Regions from separate parts of the Rattus norvegicus genome. Here region 1 is linked to region 2. The links are chromatin contacts, called in public Hi-C maps. All regions are on one chromosome and are shown on one strand. Each heading gives the region's core, a stretch centred on a gene start, on an enhancer-like site or on the middle of the called end of the contact. The rest is flanking DNA. Distances are from core to core; before and after follow the strand shown.

What was found. A called contact is a pair of places that touch in the nucleus more often than the background predicts.
Region 1: a contact with region 2 is called in a Hi-C map of liver, with 2.4 times the contacts expected there. The contact joins two enhancer-like sites. A contact is called at or near these places in 5 of 12 Hi-C or Micro-C datasets (the A7r5 cell line, kidney, liver and 1 more).

What each region holds. Positions count from the first base shown.
Region 1 is chr17:78,335,918-78,342,820 of GRCr8, forward strand. No RefSeq gene overlaps it. Among named protein-coding and RNA genes, the nearest start is that of Sephs1, 47 kb to the left of the region's middle. Within about 2 kb of position 2,269, at least 1 of the 93 cell types and tissues checked has an H3K27ac peak or open chromatin away from gene starts, as enhancers often do. A contact at or near this core is called in liver, where this site is marked.
Region 2 is chr17:78,298,097-78,304,561 of GRCr8, forward strand. All of the region lies in intron 1 of LOC134482743 (a long non-coding RNA gene), which reads left to right. Among named protein-coding and RNA genes, the nearest start is that of Sephs1, 9.2 kb to the left of the region's middle. Within about 2 kb of position 2,310, at least 2 of the 93 cell types and tissues checked have an H3K27ac peak or open chromatin away from gene starts, as enhancers often do. A contact at or near this core is called in liver, where this site is marked.

The DNA.
Region 1 (6,903 bases), core at 1,019-3,518, 38 kb after region 2:
TGCCTGCTCCCAAACTCGCCGGCGTTCCTCAGGAGTAGATTATTATAAGGATCATATGTCAAGACAGGATAGGAATGAAAAATCTTAAATAACCTTGACAGGTTTTATAAATAGAGAAAATGAATAAGAAAACCGTGTCACATATGAGACCGTGACCAGGCAGATTTAAGCCTGTGACACCGAGCACAGCAAGGTTTGGGAATGGCTAATCTGCAGAGCAAGGGAGAGGCTCGAGTGGGGTGGTTCTGTGGCTAGGCTAGGTTCTGTGGCTAGGTGCATGGCTAGGACCCAGGCAGGTGGGGAGAACCTTCCTCCTGGCAGCCGGAAGCCCCGGACCAGTGATTCTGGCTTTGGGCCAGCACTACCCCACCCCACAGTAGCATCCTATATCCTAGTAACGGGTGTGCTTGCGGTGTGAACATGCTAGAAAAGACAGTGTGAACGCTGTTTTTCTCGAGGCTATGGCAGGCCGAGCACAGGAGCAAAGTCCCGGACAGAGAGAGCTCACATGCCCGCGGGTCTTAGCAAGCAGATTCCTTGGTAGGACGCAAGGGGCGGGGCCAGACTCGCTTTTTCTGCTGCTGTGAGCCAGGGGCTGTAGCACCCGCAGCGGCAGGCAGAACACAGAAGCCCTGAGTGAGAGAGCGCGCCAAGTGTAGGGGTCACACGCACATGGGAAAGCAGGTCTCACAGACAGAGTCCCTGGCGGATGCAAGGGACAGGGCCAGACCTGCTTTTCACAGGGCAACGAACTAGGGGCCGCAATGAGGAAGGGAGGAAGGGGAGGCCTATGCTATGGGTGGCTAGCAAGAGAGTGCCCGTTCTTTGGCCACATAGAGACATTGCTTTCTGCTTAGTGTAAATTAGACCAAAACATCCCAGGAGGGCAGGCGGCGAAGACCGATAGATCCATGGGTGAGAATAGGGATTATTAATTGTCCCTACCAGTGCTGGGGCTACACTCAGAGCCGGTGGCATTTTCATCAGAGAGACACTGTCTCACAAAAAGGGAGGAAAAGTCTCACCCAAGGGAAAAGGTCCTAGAACGAGGGTCAGTGAAAGGACCCATCCCCAGGGGCAGCACAGTAGCTCCAAGCTCAAGAACGCTCCTCTGAGACCTTGTGTACAGTATGGAAAGTCAAGCTCTGAGGTAAAGAAAGCGCACAGAGGTCGAGTAGGTACCGCTCACCAGCACTGCTTGAAGAAGGCGCGTCCTTGGAGAGCAGCTGCACGCAGGGTATCATGGGGATGGGGAGGCCTGCTGGACTGACCAGCCAGTACCCGGGACACAGGTTACCTCAGTGAGATGCCACGGGAAGCAGAACACAGAGAGGGGTTGGACCAAAGGTACATAAACGCTTGAACATAAAGAACTTTTCCCCCATTTACCAGACTGCTGTCAGTATGTATGAAAATCCTGTAAAATTGAGGAATTTAACCATTATGTGGCCATTTTGAACCATTGTCTAATGAGTATCAAGTCCAGACATTATTGCAAAGGTGTATCAGTTTGATGTCCTCAGGTGAGGCATTAGTTTTAGGATTTTGAAATTTTCCAGAAAACATCCCAGTGCGGAATCTGGAGGTACGTTCGTTCAAAGACATCGAATTACCCATTGGGGGAAGTTACCGAGTTATCCGTCCCGCATCCCGGAGGATCAACTCAGTAGCAGAAGCACTCTGCCAGGCCAGGTGTCTGAGTCGTCACGTAGACTCCTGGAGGCCATACACGACAGGTCCCGGACCCACCAGAAAGCATTCCCAAGCCTAGGATTTTCTGATCCGCTGAGAGAGCCTGGAGTGGGAGGGGAGCAAGGAACCACTTTCGAGGGAATCTCCACCAAATCACCAAAGTTGGATCTCCTATGTTAGCTATGGGGTCCCTTTCCCCCATAAGGGCTGGCCAGACCCTCTCTGGGAAATCGGGGGTTCCTCCTTGCCAACTGGAGGAATAGACCTACTAATCTGCCGGTGTTTGTGCGAGAATTGTAGCCGCAGTCTGATAGCAGGAAAAGCGAAACCGTGTGGTTGGTGAGGGCCTGTTTAAGTGACCCACGTGGCAAGAGCTGGCACCACGTGGTGAACCACGGAGGGCAGTGGCTCCTGCAGAAGTCTGCACGTGCGCCAGCTGCAGCAGCCACTCACGTGGAAGTCCTGAGTCCCACAGCAGCCAGCAGGTGGTGGTGTCCAACGGCACAGCTGAGGCCTAGAAGACACCGTGATCCAATTCAGGTGGTGAGAACGACAGGCGAGGCCTGGGCCTATGTCTCTTCCTGCCACAGCCCCGTGTGAGGGCACGGCCCATGCCAAGCGACCGCAACTGCGCCCAGTGTCCAGGGGTTCCAGGGCGGGCTGAGGGCCAGTGGGCCACTGCCAGAGCGGTGTCGGCAGAGGCACGTGGTGGGAAGGGCCTTTGCTCTGCTCTGCTGTCAGCTGCTGTGGTGCGGCAGTGGGGCGGTGGGCGGCGGGCGGCGGGCGGCGGCGGGGGCCGCAGGACGCTGGGCCAGGCAGTCACAGGTAGATCGAACTTCGTGTACGGGCCACCAATGTTGGAGTAGAAATCTTGGCTCTCATCCAGACAGACTACACCAAGCCAACATGGTTTCACGTGGAGAGGTTTAATGAGAGAAGAAGAGTAGAAGGAGGGGGACCGTGAGCATGTGGAGGGAACGGGGGAGGGGAACGGGGAGAGCAGGGAGCAAGAGAAGAAAGAGAGGAGAGTGAGGAGGGGCAAGCAGCCCCCTTTATAGTCAGGCACCCTGTGCTTGGTAACTGTGGGGTGGAGCATACTTGGCTGTTGCCAGGTAACTGTGGGGGTGGAGCTTAGACCGAATACCAACACGTGTGATGAAAGAGTCTTTGCTAATGACACACATGTATTGGTCTGCCTTACAGTGCAAACTTGAGCTGCATTTGTCGGGACACCATAGAAAGGCACTGAAAAATTTCTGTTGGTGTACTGCTTCCGAGAACTCAGACTGATTAGATGCAAGGGCTGAGACAAGACCCGTGGAGGACACGTGATGTCTGGAGGGTATAAATAAGACTTCACGGTGTGACCAAGACAGAACTTGGCTTGCTGGTATAGCTAGCTGTGCAACGCTTGTGGGTCTCACATCTTCACTCATCTTCACTTCCCTGAGAGAGGCCCAGCTGAGACCTGGTGTCACTCCGGTCACCGCTGTCTCTAACCTGACTCTAGCGAACTGGACTGCTGCTGTAACCATGAAGTGTTTGCTGCCACCTGCTGCTGACCTGGGAACTGAAGCAATGATTTCCAGACAACACCGATGGGAGTTGCTCCAAAGAACCTTTCTAAACAGGTCCACTTCCCCCATAGCCTTTCTTTCCTACTACCTCTGGTGGTTGGTGAGTTACAAGGAAGGTTAAAGTGTTTAAGAATCATCATTAAAGATAAGGTTTGAAAAAAATTAAAGTGATAAGAAACCTTTAACAATTCATGTTTTTTATTTACTGCAGTCCCGAGACTCAAATCCAGGACCTCGAACCCACCAGGTGGCTCAGCTTGGTTTGGAACTTGCCGTTTTGAATTCTCGATCCTTCTCTTTGCTTCTGGAGTGCTGGGGTATGTGCCACGGGGTCTGACTTTGTATGTGTGTTTTCTTCCCGACCAGGGAGAGGATGTGACAGAGACAGTGAAAAAGATGTGAGGTAATAAAGTCATTCATTGGAAACAAGGCAGATTAACGAACTAAATTAGTGCATGGAACAGGTGGCAAATCTTCAGAAAAATATCTGAGCAAGGGGGACAGAGGCTCTTTCTCTGTGATAAGTTTGTATGTGCTCAGCCCAGGGAGGCGTGGCCTTGTTGGAGTAGGTGTGTCACTGTGGGTGTGGGCTTTAAGAACCAGCTGCCTGGAAGTCAGTCTACCTTCAGTTCTAGCTACCTTCAGGAAGTCAGTCTTCTCCTAGCTACCTTCAGATAAAGATGTAGAACTCTCAGCTCCTCCTGTACCATGCCAGCCTGGGAGCTGCCATGTTCCTGCCTTGATGATAATGGACTGAACTTCTGAACCTGTAAGCCAGCCTCAATTAAATGTCTTATAAGAGTTGCCTTGGTCATGGTATCTGTTCACAGCAGTAAAACTCTAAGACAATCTCCATGATGGATATGAAGGAACAAATGAAGACAAATTCAAGTTAAGATGGAGATTCAAGCAGGACCCCATGGTGAGACAGCTTCAGGGACCCTTGGGAGAAGGCTAGGTGGCAAAACGTTGACAAAAACAACCCTCACAAAAACAGTACTGACAAGATATCATTTTTAGTATGCCCACAAGTTTTTTTTTTTCTTTTTTTTGGATCTGGGGACTGAACCCAGGGCCTTGCGGTTGTTAGGCAAGCGCTCTACCACTGAGCCAAATCCCCAACCCCTTGCCCACAAGTTTTTAGACTTTGCTCTTACAGGGATGCAGAAGAATACATGAGTTTAGGTGTTAAAATTCTAGCAAGAGAAAAATTTGAGACTCTCTCTGTGCTGAGGTTTGAACCAAGGGCCTTATGCTAGAAGAATATTTATTCTTAAGCCACACTCGCTGGATATCTTACAAACTGTTTTTGGTATTTGCTTAGGGTTTCGTTCTGTTTTCAGTGCAGGGAATCCAGGGTATCCCTGGCGATGCCCCAGGAGTTTTTGTTGTTGATTAGTTGGTTTTTATTTGAGTTTTGTTTATTCGAGACAGTGTCAGGTTGGCTTAGCACTCACTGGGTCACCTATGTTGGCCTCAAACTCACAGCAATCCTCCTGTCTCAGCCATTGGAGTGCTGGTAAAGAAAGCAAGGGGATGGCATTGGTCAAGCAGTTTTAGGGTAGGGTCCCCAAACATGGGCAGTTTTGACTCTTGTCCTTGGTTGGAAGCAGGACACGCCACTTGTCCTTTCTGTGGTCCTGACCTCTCGGGAAGCAGGGAGCCTTAGGAGGGAGGTACGGATTATTCTTTCTCTTAAGTGAGCAAGCCTGCCTGAGAACTATAGTGGAGAACTCGAGGGAGACTGGAAGGTGCCCGGCAGATGGGCCAGCTGCATGAGCCAGCACCCCCTATGCCTCAGCTTCTGTCATTAAAAAACCCTGGGCTAACATCTTGGTGGCACCCCCTTTCTGGGGTTTGTTTCCTTGGTTGGCGGCTCTGACTTCTTTCCCTTAAACTCCCAGCTGTAATGCTAGAACAAAACTCCTTTCCAAACTCGCCCTCCTGACAGTGAACTTCATTCTTCCAGTCATAAGACAAAGGATCCAGAAGCAACTGGCCTGGTGTTGCTTTGGTGGCCTTTATTTGTCCAGAACCCTAGGCCCTTGAGGTATGCCTGCCTGAAACAGGAGTGAAAGCCCCTGTGGTTCTTAAAGGCCACCTTTGTCTTATGCTGCTGTGCTCAGCTATCACCTAGGGCTTTACTGCACACTCAGAGATTTGAAATGACAAGCAAAACCGTATTTGCTCTGCTTCTCTCTTCCAGTCACTCTATGCACACACACACGCACACACACACATACATACACACATACATACACACATACATACATACATACACACATACATACACACATACACACACACATACACACATATACATACACACATACACACACATGCACACACATACACATACACACACATACACACATATACACATGCACACACACATACATACACGCATACATACATACACACACATACATACACACATACATACACACACATACACACACATACACACATACACACATACACATATACATACACACATACACACATACACACACATACACATACACACATACATACACACATACACACACATACACATACACACATACATACACAGACACATACACACACATACACACACCAAACTCATAGATAACACACACATCCCAAACTCACATATACATAATACACACATACACACATACACACACATACACACATACATACACACATACACACATACACACACATACACATACACACACATACATACACAGACACATACACACACATACACACACATACACATACACACACATACACACACACACGCACACACACACCAAACTCATAGATAACACACACGTCCCAAACTCACATATACATAATACACACATACACATACCAAACTCACACATATATAACACATATACAGACCAAACTCACACATATAATACACTCACATTTACTTCAAACTCATAAACACATACACACATCCCAAATTCACATACATACACATACCCCAAACTCACACACATACATACACCCAAACTCAAATATACACACACACACACACACACACACAGTCCAAACTCCACACACACTTACATATATTCTCTCTCTTACACACATACATACACACACTCCAAACTCACACACTCACATATATTCTCTCTCTTACACACACACATACACACTTCAAACTCATAAACACATACACACATCCCAAATTCACATACATACACATACCCCAAATTCATACACATACATACACCCAAACTCAAATACACACACACACACACACATACACACACACACACACACACACACACACCACGGTCTTTTCCCTAAACACTGTGAGACTTAAGTACACATTTTTTTCTGAATATGAACATTGTTTCTGTGACCTCAGAACCAGAATCACTCTGAGAAAGTTAATATTTAAGTAGGTAATATTCAAGAAGTTGTCCTGGGGCTGGGGATTTAGCTCAGTGGTAGAGCGCTTACCTAGGAAACGCAAGGCCCTGGGTTCGGTCCCCAGCTCCGAAAAAAAAGAACCAAAAAAAAAAAAAAAAAAAAGAAGTTGTCCTATTTAAATGTCAGGAATATTTTTAAAACCTTTTTCCAATTATCGTTTACCTATTTGATTATTTTGTCTACTGAGAGTATATAAACT
Region 2 (6,465 bases), core at 1,060-3,559:
ATTTTCAAGTTTACCATCTTGGTTATCAGTTCCACAAGGTGAATCTCCCAGAAGGACTAGGGGCAAGGGGGATACTTGAGGACTGAAGCCTGAAATTTTAAGTGGGCAAAAAGCAACTAGGACTGGGTGGGTAGGGGGGTGGGTGGGTGGGGAGCCAAAAGGGGTGCTAATCCAGGGCTCACCGTGGGGATGACTGGGACTCAGATTTGCTGTGCTCTTTAAGAAACCATAGGGCACACTGCGGGCGGACTAGAGAGAAAGGTATTAAGTAAGTGTTGGTGTTGGTGTCGATGTGGTGTTCTCTCAAGCACACTCATGCCCCAGCCTCCAGAGAATGCATGTGGTATGTCACGAGGAAAGAAAAATGTATGGTCCAGGTGGAATGAAATGTACTCATCGGTTCCTGAGTTATTGGGGCAGACCAGATTATGGGGATAACTTCAAATTTCCTTAAGATCTTAAGAGATGTGGCACAGTCCTGTAATCCCAACCACTCAGGAAGTTGAGGCAGGAGGATTGCGTAACCAAAAGTAACCTGGAGAGGAAAGAGTTCTTCTCAACTTACAGGTTATAGTCCATCATGAAAAGAGTCAAGGCAGGAACCTGGAGGCAGGAGCTGATGCAGAGGTCACGGAGAAGCCACGCTACCTGGTTTGCTTACTGCTCTTGTTCAGCCCCCCACTTTGGACTTTTTTTTTTTTGTTTATTTATTTGTTTATTTATTATAAGTACACTGTAGCTATCTTCAGACACACTAGAAGAGTGCATCAGATCTCATTACAGATGGTTGTGAGCCACCATGTGGGTGCTGGGATTTGAACTCAGGACCTCTGGAAGAGCAGTCAGTGCTCTTAACCACTGAGTCATCTCTCCAGCCCCTGGACTTCTTTTTTAATTGAAAATAATTTTTTTTTTGGTTCTTTTTTTTTTTTTTTTTTTTTTTTCCGGAGCTGGGGACCGAACCCAGGGCCTTGCGCTTCCTAGGCAAGCGCTCTACCACTTAGCTAAATCCCCAACCCCTGAAAATAATTTTTATACAATATATTCCTTTCCCAGATTCTCTCCACCCATCCAACTCAACGCCTTCTTTTCTCCTCCCTTTATAAAACAAACAAACCATAATTAGAACAAAAAAAGGGAAAAACAATGAAAAAGCACAAGAAACACACATGCACAAAACAGCACACACACATACACATATATACACATGCACATACATACATGTATACACACACTTACACATGTGCACACAACAGCATACATACACACATACACACAACAGCACACGCACACACACATATATATATATATACACACACAAATTTCATAAAAATACAAAATCAGAAACCATGATATATAAGCAAAAGATAAGTAAGGTTAAAAAAATACCCAAACAAAGCAATAAAAGACCACCCCCCACCCCCCAAGCCCCAAGCCCCAAGCCCCCCAACCCAAACCCATTGTGTTTGTCTGTGCTAGCCGTCCACTCCTGAGCATGGGCCATACCCATTCCCGCCCTGCGAGACTCACTTGGAGAAAACAAACTGTTTCTTTGCAAGGGGTTATCAATTAGAGATAACTTCTTGGTTGGGATAGGAGCTCACGCCCATTTCACCTTCTTGGCACTGGACTCTGTCTGGCTTGGACGTGTGTGGGCCTGTGTGTGCTGCCAGAGTCTCTGTGAGGTTTTTTTTTTTTTTTTTTTGGTTCTTTTTTTTTTCCGGAGCTGGGGACCGAACCCAGGGCCTTGCGCTTCCTAGGCAAGCGCTCTACCACTGAGCTAAATCCCCAACCCCATATCTCTGTGAGTTCTTATGTGCTCTTAACAACCTTTCTGCCTCCTCTTCTTCCCCTTCTGCAGAACTCCCTTCACCCTGATGGGGTTAAATATGATAGGTTCTCCTTTGTCCCCCTAGAGTTCAGGGCCACCCACGCTCATGTTCACTTTTATACTGCAACAAATGATGACTACTAGAAGCCAGATGCACCCATAGGGGGAAGAAAAAGGGGAAGAGGTAAGGGAGAGAGGGAGAGAAAGAGAGAGGGAGAGGGAGGGGGAAAGGGAGGAGGAGAAGGAAGGGGAGAAGAAGGGGGAGGGGGAGAGGGAGATGTGTTAGGCAGAAGATACAGGTACGTGGGTGCTTGTTTCAGACTGGCTATTGCCTGCTCTAAGGAAGCATTAAATAGAAATTGGCTCCAAATGTTCCAGAGTTAATGACACTTCCTACTTTGAAGCCAAGGCACCCTTTACCCTTTGCCCTAGGCCATCTTCCTTTATTGTCTCTGGCCAGTGGCCACCAGAGATAAGAATTAGAAACTACACATCCTGCTGCTCAAGGGCCATCCTCGGCCGCATCAGCAGTGGGCTAGCCTTATGGTGGACACAGTTCCGGAGTTAGACCTGTTTTCTGGGTCTTCAGAATTGACCCTTGACTGATAAGATGCAAGATGAGGGCTGCCCAAGGTGGCACACACAGGCTTGTAATCCAAGAGGCTGAGGCAGGAGGATCACGAGTTTGAATCTAGATCGGGCTGTATAGTGAGTTCCAAAGTAGCATACATTAGTAGGACTTTGCCTCAAAACAAAATAGAAGAAAACACAAAACAGGCAAAGCACCCAAGACAAACAAAAACGCAAGCTGTGGGTAATGAGGGGACAGTGACAGGAGAATCTGAAATATGATTTATGCGCACTGCTCAGAGCACCCAGAGCTGGGACACAGACAATACACAGCAGTTCCTTTCCTGAGGGTCCTTCACCTTTGACCTTGGCTAGAGATTCTCTGAGTACTGCACAGACCCTTGCAAGAAGTTTGCAGTACTATTTCCTTCCAGGACAGTGAGGTTTCCACCTCCTTGCTTGATCCAAGTGATGGTCGTTGTGTGTACGAGCCGTTAGATCCCTTTCCACCTGCAGACAATGCAAGTCAGGTATAGGGTGGGTGCAGCCTGACTCTTGGCTGCTGGCTAAGTCTTAGCTCAAGGCCTGGCCTATTGATGCTACCTTCCTGAATTTTTCTTGACTGTATCCACTCGTGTCCTTGTCCCCAGATTTGCCTTACTCCACACTCCACTTACCTGGATGACTTGCTGTGTCCCAACATAACTTGCTGTGTCTCCTAAGTCTTTGCCTCCACCCTCCATCCCAGCCCAACGTTACTCATGCTAGGCACAGCTTGGATAATGCTGTACCCCCTTGTGAATACCCGGGGAGGGGCCTCTTTATGGAAACATGGTCCTTACTTGTGAACCCAACATGTTAAGTGAGTGGTGGAATACACTTCAGTCTACTGCGTTCATGCTTTGGGCAAGATGCTAAGACCCTGGGACTGATGAAGTTCTGTGGGAGAGCCCCAGGTGCTCACACATTCCCCAACTCAAGGCCACTGGTGCCTTGCATTAAAGTTCATTGCACAGTCGCCCCAAGCATCAGAGACTCTGGCTCCTACCATCCCTTGAAATGCAGATGACAAATACCAGAATATGGAAGTCAAGAACAGCTAATGTCTCTTCCTATTTTGATCTTTAAATTGATTTAGTGTGTGTGTGTGTGTGTGTGTGTGTGTGTGTGTGTGTGTGTGTGTGTTATGATAAAACTTTTCCTGGAGAGACTGAAACACATTTTTCTTTTCTTCTCAGATCAGGGAACCACGACAGATCAAAGTGCAGATACCACTAAAGTCCAACTTGATGATCCAGTAAAGTTTTATTGGGTCAAAGACAACTGCTTTACCAAAGCCTAGATGGGTGACAGCTCATACTAGCTGGGAAACCTGGACACACTGCCCAGCACACAGACAGCTAAACAGGTTGGAAGGTGTCTTTTCAGGTGCATCAGTTGGTCTAAATCTCCTCCAGGAAGTTCTTTCTGAGTCTTTGCAGGTGGGCTCTGCTTACCCTGGCAGGGAGGGGCCTAATGAATCTGGTCAGTTTCAGGGAGTTCCTGAAGCTGCTTTTGTGTTGTTTACCTTCCTTCTTATGGAAACACTCCACACACACAAAATACACACACACACACACCACCACCACCACCACCACCACCACCACCACCACCACCACCACCACCACTATGGAATGTTTTGATCTGGAGGAGACATACAGAAGTGTGTGTGTTTATGCTGTATATGCATATGTCTTATGTACATGCATGTGTGTGTGTGTAGGAGGGTGCCAGGCTCATGCACAATTGCCAAAGGAGGCTCTTGAGTGTTGTGTTTTGGTACACTGCCTTGTCCTTTTAAGACAGGGTGTCTCACTGAACTGGGATCTAGGCTTAAGGGCAATCAATTCCATCAGTCTTCCTGTCTCTACCCACCACAGTGCCAGGGTTGCAGGTACATAGGAAGTCATGCTTTTCTGTGGGGACCTCAACTTAAGCCCTTATACTCACCCAGCAAGCACCTTCCCCCACTGAGCCATTTCCTCTGCCTCTTATTTAGTTTTTTTTTAATATTTATTTATTACATATAAGTATACTGTAGCTGTCTTCAGACACACCAGAAGAGGGCATCAGATCTCATTATAGATGGTTGCGAGCCACCATGTGGTTGCCAGGATTTGAACTCAGGACCTCTGGAAGAGCAGTTGGTGATCTTAACCACTGAGCCATCTCTCCAGCCCCCTCTTATTTAGTTTTATGATATTGTTTCATGTAGCAAGCAGGCCTAGGACGCACTATGCAGCTGAGGCCGACCTTGAACTTTTGATCTTCCTGCCTCTACCTCCTGTGTGCTGGCCTTATAGGTGTGCGCCAATGTGCCCGTGTGTGAGCTTTAATTTTAAAGGTGAAAAAAGCTAACACTGGTGCATGTATTATCTATCAGAAGAATGGATAAAGAAAAGCGACATTCGGGCTGGGGATTTAGCTCAGTGGTAGAGCGCTTGCCTAGGAAGCGCAAGGCCCTGGGCTCCGAGAGAAAAAAAAAAAAAAAAAAAAGAAAAGCGACATTCAAACACACAGTGAAATCTTATGCACACCACGCCCCCGCCGAGAGTCCAGTGTTGCCATTTGTTGAGTGAAGTAAGTCAGGCGCAGACAGACAAGTGCCATCTGTTCTATTCATCAAGAGTCTAACACACAGATCCCACAGAAGGAGAGAGGAGAATCGGATTACCCAAGGCTAGGAAGGGAGGGAGAAGCTGAATGACAAGTAGGGAAATAGAGTCAAGTGGGAAGACTAGCTTCTAGACTTCTCCACTACAAGAGCGACTACGGTGCACAGTGATTTATTATGCACCTCAAAGCAAGAGGGAAGCTTTGCAAGTTCCCAGCACAAAGAAATACTAATTACCCCAATTTGGTGGTTACACACTGGATACATGTATCTAGTTAGCACCTGTCCGCTATGAATGTATGTAATTATGTGTCAGTTACAAGTAAAGCAGCATAGCCCAATGTATACATTTAATAATGTGATGCTCTTTGTATGCACCTCCCGGAACTCTGTAATACAACTGTGCAACTTTCTGGGAAACTAGGAACTTCATAAGAGAACTTTGTTGTTATGCTTTTAAAATTGGAGCTGTGACCATCAGGGGAGGAGACGTAGGTCTTTTTTTTTTCCCAATCCCCTTCTTTCTGCTCTTCTCTCTTCTTTTCTTTCTCCCTTCTCTCTCCTTCCTTCTTTCCTGTTTCTTTCTTCCTCCCCTTTCCTCCCTCCCTTCCTTCTTTCCTTTTTCTTCCTCTTCTCCTTGTCATCCTTCAAGATACAACAGAGCGACATCTCCCCTTTCGAGTCATGCTATGTTGCCTTACCTAGCCTCATACTCACCATCCCCCTGCCTTAGTCTCTTGCTGGCTGGGCCCAGAAATGCACGTAACTGTGCCTCCTCGTTAAAGAAAACAGAAGAAGCCCAAACCAGAAAGGAAAATAGTAAAAACTGTGACAATACTAAAGCTTCTGATTTAGTTAAAAAAAAAAAAGATAAAAAAGATATTTAATCTGCACAAAAGGTCAAGGCACAGACTAGCAATGGGCGCCTGTGCTGTTGCTGGGCCGTAGGGGAGTTAACAGCAGAGAAACACTCTCCAGAATGTGTGAAGAAGTCTACAAATCAATACAAAAGCTAGAAAAAATAGCAAAAATATAAGTAGGGAATTTCCAGAAGAGGGCAGCCAAATGGCTTGCACAAGAAGATTTTCCATCTCATCATAATGCAGAGAGTGCAAATTAAAATAAGATGCCTATTTTATATTTAGCACATTGATGAATATTGAAAACTTAGTGAGATTTATTATCTATCTGTCTGTATCTATCCATTCATCTGTCTGCCTGTCTATCATCTGTCCATCTGTCTATCATTCTGTCTGTGAAGCAATGGTTAGCTTGCCTAGGTAAGAGGACAACCCCCTGGGCTCCAGTGACTGAACTGAGGTCATCAGGCATAGGAGTGAGTTCCTTTGCCAGCTGAACTATCTTGCTGGCCCCCAAATGCAGTGAGTTCTGGCTAAATGTTGGTAGGAGG